Regions from separate parts of the Mus musculus genome. Here regions 2 and 3 are each linked to region 1. A link is a contact called in public Hi-C data. All regions are on one chromosome and are shown on one strand. Each heading gives the region's core, a stretch centred on a gene start, on an enhancer-like site or on the middle of the called end of the contact. The rest is flanking DNA. Distances are from core to core; before and after follow the strand shown. Region 1 has its middle 23 kb from the start of Gm35358. Region 2 has its middle 19 kb from the start of Gm26331. Region 3 has its middle 71 kb from the start of Gm35593.

Region 1 (3,091 bases), core at 190-2,689:
CTCTGCTTCCTGCCTGCCATGAGGTGAGCAGTCATACTTGTCTGCTTCCCCGAGACCCCAGAGACAACAGAGCTAAGTCACAATGACTTCAGCCCTTCTCAAAGTGTGAACTAGCATCATTCTCTCCTCCCGTAATGTGTTTCTGTCAGCATACTGTCAAATCAACAAGCAAAGTGACTAATCTATTGTCTTCTGGTTCCTTCATGCTGTTGAGCCAGGGAGGCCTTCGGGAAACAAACAAGGCTCAAAAATTGTTTTTCAGAGAATGTGTATATGGGATGGATTAGAGCAGAGAGTTTCATCAACTCAGCCAACTAGTCCATCTTGACTGCTGTGTTCTGGTTTATATTCACAGACCTGGATGCTGGGATGATACAGTCTGCCGGCTCTGCTGGTCATGCACGAGGAAGGGAGGCCCGCTTCTTCAGATTACTTTTAACTATGGAAATTTTTCAGATATGATCAGACGTGTGGAGGGATGTCCAGTGAGCCCCCGTACCCCTTCCTTGGCTTCACCAGTGATTAGCTAGGGCCATTTTCTTTTCATCTTCAGCCCCGCCTGTCCCACTCTACCCCAGAGTACTTTGAAGAGAACCCAGACCTCATATATCTTTAAGATGCTCAGATTGCAGGGCCTTCCAAGAGCTGGAGAGCCCAGTCTGTTAGGGAAGAAAGGCATCCAATCTGTTATTACTATGCATCGTTCCCCAAAGAAGAATCCGGCTCATCCTCCTCCACAGGCGTGGCCTACTCTCCTCTCTGCTTCTTCATAGGAAGGAAATTATACTCTGCTGATTCTTGTCTGGAAATGTTCTGCCGGAATGGTTACAATGTTACCTGCTAAGACATCCCCCACCACTCCCTCCAAGATAGCCTTGCTCTCTTCCCGCCCACTTCTCTGCCTTGGTTCCTGCCACCCTCTCCATTTCCTTCTACCTGGTTTCTAGCATGCCACTTTCCAGCATGCCAAACTCCATTTCCCCCCTGCTGCATAATCCCAACAGAACCTTCTCTGTCCTGAGCACTGCACCACCGTCCTCCAAGCTGTTACAGACACAGGAACTAAAAGAGACACTTGGCTGCTAACATAAACATGGGCTGACCTTGTTCTTTCAAACAGTTCCTTATCTCCGCCCTAGCAATACTCCTTGAATAAGTAATAAATGCCAAAGAAAGTTACAGGGTGGGAGGGGGGGGAGACTAACAAAAATTATTATTATTACCTAAAGAGCCAGAAAGAGATAGCAAGGCTCTTCCACAGTTCCAACAGCATCTTTAGCAGCTGTGGGCTATATTAAAGCCAGGGGGTGGGGGAGGGAAGATAGGGTGTATTTCAAAGCTGCCTGCTTCAGGAACCAAACTTGAAGGGGGATGTTGTGTGGAATATGCCAAGTGTTTGAAGTGGACAAGATTTGTAGCATGTTGCCTTGATGCCTGTACATACTTAATAACAGATGTTTGGTCTCTCTAGACAGATAATTGTCCTGCTGTAAGGTTGACTTGACCTGCCTGAGCGTCCAACTTCGAGCGCCACAGCAATAACAAATGATCTGAGAGCCTCCTTTTTTTTTTTTTTTTTGCTGGGAGAATGCTCAGCCACGCTTCCTTTTAAGCACATAATTACTCGGCAGCAACCGAAGCCCATACATCGCTCTCTTCTAATGGCCACGCAGCCATTCGGCCATAATTTATGAGGACAGGGTTCAAAGTTTTAATAATATTTGGATAATATCATTGCCCACACGTCGGTGGTGCTGTGATGGATAGAAGGGGAGAGGGCTTATTTCGATTCCATGCATGACAGTGAGCGCGTTAACGACTGGGTACCCGGCATGGCCTTTATGGAAACTGCCACTCGGCCATCAGCTCATGAATTATAGATCTGGGTATGTGGGATTATAAACAGCAGTGGGGATCACACAGGGACTCTGTTCATGAGGCAGTGTCCTGTTAGCACCTCTTCCTTATGCAGATAAATGAATTGCAGGGCATTCAAAACGGCGTGAATAAACCCTCAGTGGATAACATATTAGCACATCAACATAAAAACCCGGGGCTGGGGCCTGCTTGGAGATATTTATGTTTATACTCTCTGCTGAAGTGGCTTCCTGATTTTTGGCTTCTCCCCACTCACCTCATAATTCCAGCATCCTAATGGCACCTCTGGGCACATTTCTAGGATGCTCTGCGGAGCCTGTTGACTTTTGTACACAGTTTTCTCAGATAAATTCCTTTTGGGAAGGCAGATGGGTAAAAGCTGCTCGTCAAGTTCAAGGCAGACTTGAGATTGCTTTGGGGAAATCACTCTGCGCCTTCAAGACATAGGCTCGGTTCCAGCCAGCGCCGGAGGAGTTGGCACCTGTATCTCCAGGAGCAGAAGGAAGAGGCAAGTGTGTGAGCCAGAAAGGAAGGAGCTTTAGAGATGCTGAGGTTCTGCTCCGTCCATGTAGGAGATCAGGTGACAAGAGGGAAGTTCAAACAGGAGAAAGGACTCCCAGCGATTATGACCCTTTGTTGCCAAGCCAAGATTCCCACCTCCTGAGAGCTCTTCCACGCTGCCTTATCTGGCCTGAATTTTTCTCTGCCCAAAATATAAACACCCAACAGCTCCAAATGATAGCGTTAAGACTAAGACTCCTGCACAACGCTTGCCAACTTCCTCCTGTTAATCTAGGCTCGACTCACCCTGAACTTTGACAAGGCTCGCGTGCCACAAGCATCCTTAAACTTCCACACTCAATATCCATTTAATCTGAAGGATTTATTTGGAAAGGACAGCAATTATAGCCCCACCTCAGAATAACTAGGAAATGTGTGTTTAAATCTCTTTAAGTACCTCCCTGGAGTTGTTAAATAGCTCTGCACACTGAGGTTCTAATTCTAAGCCCTCGTTGGCTTTGGGCCTTGGTGTAGAGACCAGGAATGGCTTGGGGTATGTCTTACTTATGTTGAGGGGTTTCTGAGTGAGGTTCTATGCACAGCACTTTGTATTCATGTCCCCAGGATGGTGGGTGAAGGCAGAGGAAGCAACATTTATTCAGCCTCCACAGGTAAAAGTAGTGACTTTGGGGGTCACAATTTTAGTAATTTC
Region 2 (3,091 bases), core at 187-2,686, 420 kb before region 1:
CATCTTCCCCGGTTTACACACTGAACAGGCCTTGAGAAACGGCTTCTCCTGCGCAGTTTTCTCTCTACACAGTGTCGCTTGCCTACTCTTTATGGTTTTGTGCAAACAGGGCTGGCCAGCAGCCCGAACCCCAAGCGGAAAAAGGTTCTGAGCCCTTTACACTTTACCTAGTATAGCCCTCTGCGACCGGGGCGATTTAGGTGACGCACCTGCTGCCAGCAGATGGCGCTGCGCCGCACGTTTTGATACTGGTGTGCTTGGATGGCACTCATGGAGGGGACCTCTCAAAGTTTTGAGTGTGTGTGTGTGTGTGTGTGTGTGTGTGTGTGTGTGTGTGTGTGTGTGTGTGTGTGTGTGTGTGTGTGTGTGTGTGTGTGTGTGTGCCATTCCTGGGCTGCAACAATGTTTGTGGAATTAAGCAGTGATTTCCTTTAGTCTGAGCCACTCGTCCTGGCTGTGTGTTAAGGCCTAAATAATAAAGTTTGCCATACAGTGTGTTTTTTCTTCCTAGTGAAACCAGGAGTTTCAAACACATATGATGTCCTCACCCTTACTGTGTGGTTGTCAGCTAGCACAGGTCTGCATTTTCTGATCAAATCACTTCTGCAGCTTCCATAGTAGCAGGCAACACGCTTTGGGAGACAAAGAAGTGCTGAAAGAAAAGAAAGTAAGTAAGATCACCTAAGATTTTCTTTCTAAACAAACAAGGGAGTCCTCCTCCCCCTCCTCCCTTCTGCCTCTTCTTCCTTTTATTATTATTATTATTATTATTATTATTATTATTATTATTATTATTACATTTTTATCCCCTCCTTCTCTTCTTCTCTTTTATTTTCTTTTTTAAAAACTGGGCTTAAAAAAGAAAGCCTGAATTGTTAGGAGTAATATCAATATCAAGCCATTTTCAGAGAGAGAGAGAGAGAGAAGACTTTGGCTGCTTGAAGATGGGGTTGCTTTTTGTGACCTCTGGAAACACATGGACTCAATGACCATAAATAAAAAACTTGTGGAGAAAATGTAGGGACGTGGGGGAGAAAGGTCCAGAGTTTAAGGACCAAGTCAAACTGCAATGGGGTAAGGCAGATAGGAGGAGCCACAAGGATGACTTCCCTCTGCCAAGGGCCTGCGTTGGTGAGGTTTCACTATGTATTTAATGTTGCCATAAAATTCGTCTTCTCGGAGTAAACAAGGCCAGTCTGCATGCAACTCCATCAAGACATACGCAGCGTTGTTTGGGATAATGGATTTGATGGGAGTGAAAACAGTGGGGATTAAATGGACCCAGAATGGATAAATATAACTAATTGTCATCCCTTTCTATCCACATAAACATCCCTAGCACTGCAGAAAGGGAAGAGGGGGGCACCCTGCAGATACTCCTCTTAACTGACTGATGGCGCTGGGGCGGACAGAGTTCTAAAGACTTTCCCTCTGCCCTCAGTGAATTCGGCTTTTATGACCCCCACCCCCACCCACCCCCAACTCTGCAGTGAACACAAGAGCTGTACAACCCTGTTCAGAATAACTTCAAACTTCGTTTTCAACAATGTGGCTGGAACTTTTGAAGCTTGCAGAAGAACTCAGCTACTTTACACACACACACACACACACACACACACACACACACACACACACACACACACACTCACACACAAGGCAAAGCCTGAAATCAAACTTTAGAATTTTAAAAAGTTTTCATCGAGGGATCTGATTACTGCATGTGTGCACAGAGAGGGATAATATTAATGATTGCAATGGACTCTTTCTCACTGCAAGATTCGCTGTTGATTTTGTTATTTTGTCGCCCCCCCCCACCTCCCCCCAGCTGAGGACAGAACCCAGGCCCCTGTGCTTGCTAGGAAAGCACTCTACCACTGAGCTGAATTCCCAACCCTCACTGCTGATTTTGTAAATCGAGAATTATTGCTGCAAGCTTAGACAGTGCCTAGACATATACCTCGCACTAAAATACATCTATTTAAAGAAAGAAACATTTACATAGCTTTAAAAAAAACCTGTCACTTGACGCGGTAACTCCATTTGCAATGATTCAATAAATATAGTGTTTAACATTTGAAATGTATTTAAATCTGTTTTCACTTCTTTTAAGCTAAAGTTCAAAGACATTTGCAACCGAATGTCATTTATTATCAAGGCATGCTATTCATACCCGAATAGTGTTAGTATAGAAAAATGAAACTTCGAGTCTGTGAGTCATAGCAGTGTCTAAGGCTTACTCAGTAAAGCCAGCATGGCAACCTCTATCTGTGATCTCCGGAAGCTGATTTTTTTTTTTGATAGAAACTTAGAGCTGTCTTTCAAACAGAATCATCTGAAATTTAAAATTAGCCAAGGATTACAGTTTGCAAGAAGGCGTGTCTCCACCCCCAGTGTGAACCAGTGTCGTCAAAGTGAAAGGGGGAAGAAGGAAGGAATGGAGAAGATGTGGTTGTTTTGACACAAGGGAGAAAAGCTTTAGTGCCGTTTCATTTTTAACTTCATTTCAAATTATCTCCCAACCACCCTGGTATTTCTGCATGGAGATAATCACATCTCATCAGCTTGCGCCAGACCCGGCAGCTACGCAGCCAAGAGCTAACGTGGCTTCTCAGATCCGACCACTGAACACAGCTACAGCTCCGCAGAAGAATGGTGGGAACTGGCATGGCTGGATGCCCACCAGCCCCTCCAATATTTTGATTTTGTTTTTCTTTCTCTGGGTAACGTTAATTGTCCACAAGGTGTGTGAGGATGCCTCCCCTGGGACAAACCCCCAGAAAGGGAAAACACGAGGTTAAGAATGCATCACAAATCTGCCCCAGGGATGATAAGGATTTAGACTTGTTGACTAGCTGTGCAAGAACGGCCAGCTCGTGGATTCATGCACAGAAAACTGAAGAAGGCTCTTCTTGAGAAAAGTTAAAAAAAAAAAAGAATAAAATAAAAAGAATGGGTGTTTGGGAGACGGGAAGGCGATCCTGGTTTTAGACATAGGCCATCAGTTACTCCTAGAAACATTTGGGAATTCCCTGTCATTGAGCTTGAATGGGGACGCTGGGATGGTTTGTTTTAACACTGATGCATGGAAAAT
Region 3 (3,091 bases), core at 177-2,676, 340 kb before region 1:
GGCATAGGTTATCCCCTTATAGAAGAGCAAAGACAGAGTCCCCGAGATCTCACCCCCCCTCCCCCACACACACACGGGACCTATTTTCTTTGCCTATGCCTCATCTCCCAATATTCTATCAAGGTACAATCTCATCACGTGATTGTCCCTTTCCTTATGTCAGAGCTTTCAAGACCTAATCGTCACTGAAAACACCCTCCCTACATGCAGCCCTGGACACTGAAAACACAAACTATGTGATACTCAATCCCTTTAAGACATTGTTTCTCAACCTGTGGCTCTCAACCCCTTTGGCAAAAATCTATCTCTAAAAAGTATTTACAGCATGATTTATAACAGTAGCAAAACTACAGTTATGAAGGTGCAATGAAATAATCTTATGGTTGGGGAGGTCACTACAACATTAAGGATCTGTATGAAAGGGTCACAGTGTTCAGAAAGTTGGGGACCACTGCTTCAAACTGTCAATCAAGTTGAGCCATCACATTGGATGCTTAGTTATTATGGGTTTATAACCCAATTTCTTTTTGACCAAATGTGACCGCTGCAGTCATAGGGAAGTCCCTGACTATTCCAACTTTGTTTCAGTTAAAACATAGTTTCTTGAATTTTTCGAAAAGAATGACTGGGACCTTATGTAATAGAGATGTATAAAACAGAATTCACTTCTTTTTAGCTGTTGTGCATTAGGTTCTAAAGAATGTCATCTTCCTCGGTACCAATCATAGTCAACAAATACAGTCAAGTGAAGGGTCTAAGTTTGTTCAAGTTCCCCATACAGACATTATGATTATCTACATGTACTGAGCCAAGTCGGAGATGCAGATACAAAAGTTTTAAAGAGATTTTCAAGGGAAAGAAGTGCTTTTCCAGCCAAGATCACAACTGATTTTCTGGAGTTGAGTATAGTTCAGTTTGGGTCTGGGTTTAGGCAGACTGGGAGAAATCTACACAGTGTCCCTGTAATCCCCAGAACACTTTACACGTTAGAATGCTCTTGGATCAAATTCTCCCAAATTACTGAAAAAAGGGGAGGAGATATTAATCTGGTCCCTCCCTTAAACCGGGATGGAAAACTAAACTTGTTGAGATTTGCACAAACAGGCTTACAGCAACTCATGACACCAAAGCAAAGCCAGCAATCCACAACAATGAAAACAGAACCAGTAAGCACTTTTGGCTTCTCAGGACCCCCTTCCTATTTCCACTCTGGTTTTAAAACCCCCCCAAGACAATGGGGAAAGCTCTAATTGGCGCCTGGAAGGAGGTTCAGCATGGCCAGTTGCTAGTAAAACCGAAAGCATTTATTTATTATTTAATTTGTTTGCCCAGGAGACTTCGCTCCTGATGGAACATCTGGTTTTCATTGTAGCCCAACTTTTACCTAATTGTACAGCTGAGGAGATTAAGACACGAGGGGTCACAGGCCGAGCCCAGCCAGGACCCAGCCCCCTATGAGAGCTTTGCTCCTTGCTTCAGGGTAGAGACCACACTCCTTGCCTCTGGTCCTCTGGTGGAGACCTATAAATAAGAAAGGAAGTACTCTTTCATGTCTCTACACTGCCTGCTTCTGAGTCTCATTAATGATGGGACTAGAGGAGGAGGGTGAAGGAGGGGACCTGGGAGATGGCCCATGAGAGAGGAAAGGGCTTCAGTCACAGGCCATATGCAAAGGCATAGATAAAGCAAAGATGGGGTTGCTCTCTCAGAGTCAAAGTCCCTTTTCTCTGTCACCAAGAGACTGACACACAGCAAACACAGACCTTTGTCTAGCTCCTAGAGTAATAAGGAAGAATTCAATTCCCATGGTAACATCAGAAAGCTGCAATGGAAAAATAATAAATTCCTTCCTGTGATAGAAGCTGTCCCCAAGGGACTAGGGATATATTTTAAAGACGAACTTGAATCCATCTTTACCTCTTCCAGTGGGAACTTAGATGAACTCTTTAACCCCTCTCAGCCCTAGTTCCCAGTCTCATAGTTTTTTTTGGGGGGGGGGTTACATGAAGAATATGTGTATCCTCAAACACACAGAGGATGTAAGAAGAGATGGTTAAAAAACCAAAACCAAACAAACAACAGCAAATAGAAACAACCCAAAAAGCGATGGAAGAAGTCATGTTGTATTCTCTACCTCATTTCAAAAAAAAAAAAAGAAAAAAGAAAAAAAAAAGTGAGCTTCCCTTCAGGGTGACCAGTGTTGTACAATGATCAAAAAGGAAGAAGAAGCACAACTCTGGTTAGAGCTTCAGATCATGCTACACCCAAGGAAAAGAGGGAGGTTAGGACTCAGGATCTTGAAAATATGTAATAGTGAAAGAACTTAAAATCTGTAAGAGCTGAGTACCTGTTTCAGTCAGAACCCAGTCCACTAGGGCTAGAAGTAGGGAACACACCTGCATGGCAGAATTGGTTCAGAGGTTCAGTCCATTATCATTATAGTGGGAAGCATGACAGCATCTAGGCAGGCATGGCGCTTGAGGAGCTGAGAGTTCTACATCTTGTTCCAAAGGCAAACAGAAGAATGTCTCACAGGCAGCTAGGAGGATTGTCTCAAATCCCACCCCCACAGTGACACACGTCTTCCAACAAGGCCACACCTCCTAATAGTGCCACTTCCTGGGCCAAGCATATTCAAACCACCACGCCAAAAGACTGTAATGAAAGAAACCAGAGGACGAACCATACACACTATCCATCTGTCTATGCATCCATTGTTCAAATCACCTGTGTGAGCACAGAAGGTTGCAACTAAGCCTGGTTGGGAATTACAGTGGGGATTCAAAAGAGTTGGTGGACTGGGAGACTTTGGGGGTCAGGTGACTCTCAGGATCTGGATTTGGAATCTTGCTCTGATCATTGGCTGCTTCCTTGAATGGGGAGATGGAAAGCAGGCCATGCTCAGGAGTGAGCAGGAATGGATTAGAGTCCTTACTTTACCACTTCAGGTTCTGTGGATGCCTAGGGAAATTCCTTTTTAAAAAATATCGTTATTGCTATTATTGTGTGTGTCCCTATAAATACTGGTGGAAATCAGATGGCAGTGGAGTTGTTTCTCTCCTGCTCTCTTTCCATAGATCCAAGAATTGAA

Evidence for each region. A called contact is a pair of places that touch in the nucleus more often than the background predicts.
Region 2: a contact with region 1 is called in a Hi-C map of uterus, with 5 times the contacts expected there. The contact joins two enhancer-like sites. A contact is called at or near these places in 8 of 484 Hi-C or Micro-C datasets (the G1E-ER4 cell line, embryonic stem cells and uterus), 4 of 115 datasets of contacts at active chromatin or transcription factors (embryonic basal ganglia, extraembryonic endoderm stem cells, microglia and 1 more) and 1 of 9 other capture datasets (embryonic stem cells).
Region 3: a contact with region 1 is called in a Hi-C map of uterus, with 2.0 times the contacts expected there. The contact joins two enhancer-like sites. A contact is called at or near these places in 1 of 484 Hi-C or Micro-C datasets (uterus), 1 of 115 datasets of contacts at active chromatin or transcription factors (embryonic stem cells) and 1 of 9 other capture datasets (embryonic stem cells).

What each region holds. Positions count from the first base shown.
Region 1 is chr8:89,151,774-89,154,864 of GRCm38.p6, reverse strand. No RefSeq gene overlaps it. Among named protein-coding and RNA genes, the nearest start is that of Gm35358, 23 kb to the right of the region's middle. Within about 2 kb of position 1,439, at least 10 of the 459 cell types and tissues checked have an H3K27ac peak or open chromatin away from gene starts, as enhancers often do. A contact at or near this core is called in uterus, where this site is marked.
Region 2 is chr8:89,569,141-89,572,231 of GRCm38.p6, reverse strand. No RefSeq gene overlaps it. Among named protein-coding and RNA genes, the nearest start is that of Gm26331, 19 kb to the left of the region's middle. Within about 2 kb of position 1,436, at least 21 of the 459 cell types and tissues checked have an H3K27ac peak or open chromatin away from gene starts, as enhancers often do. A contact at or near this core is called in uterus, where this site is marked.
Region 3 is chr8:89,496,631-89,499,721 of GRCm38.p6, reverse strand. No RefSeq gene overlaps it. Among named protein-coding and RNA genes, the nearest start is that of Gm35593, 71 kb to the right of the region's middle. Within about 2 kb of position 1,426, at least 8 of the 459 cell types and tissues checked have an H3K27ac peak or open chromatin away from gene starts, as enhancers often do. A contact at or near this core is called in uterus, where this site is marked.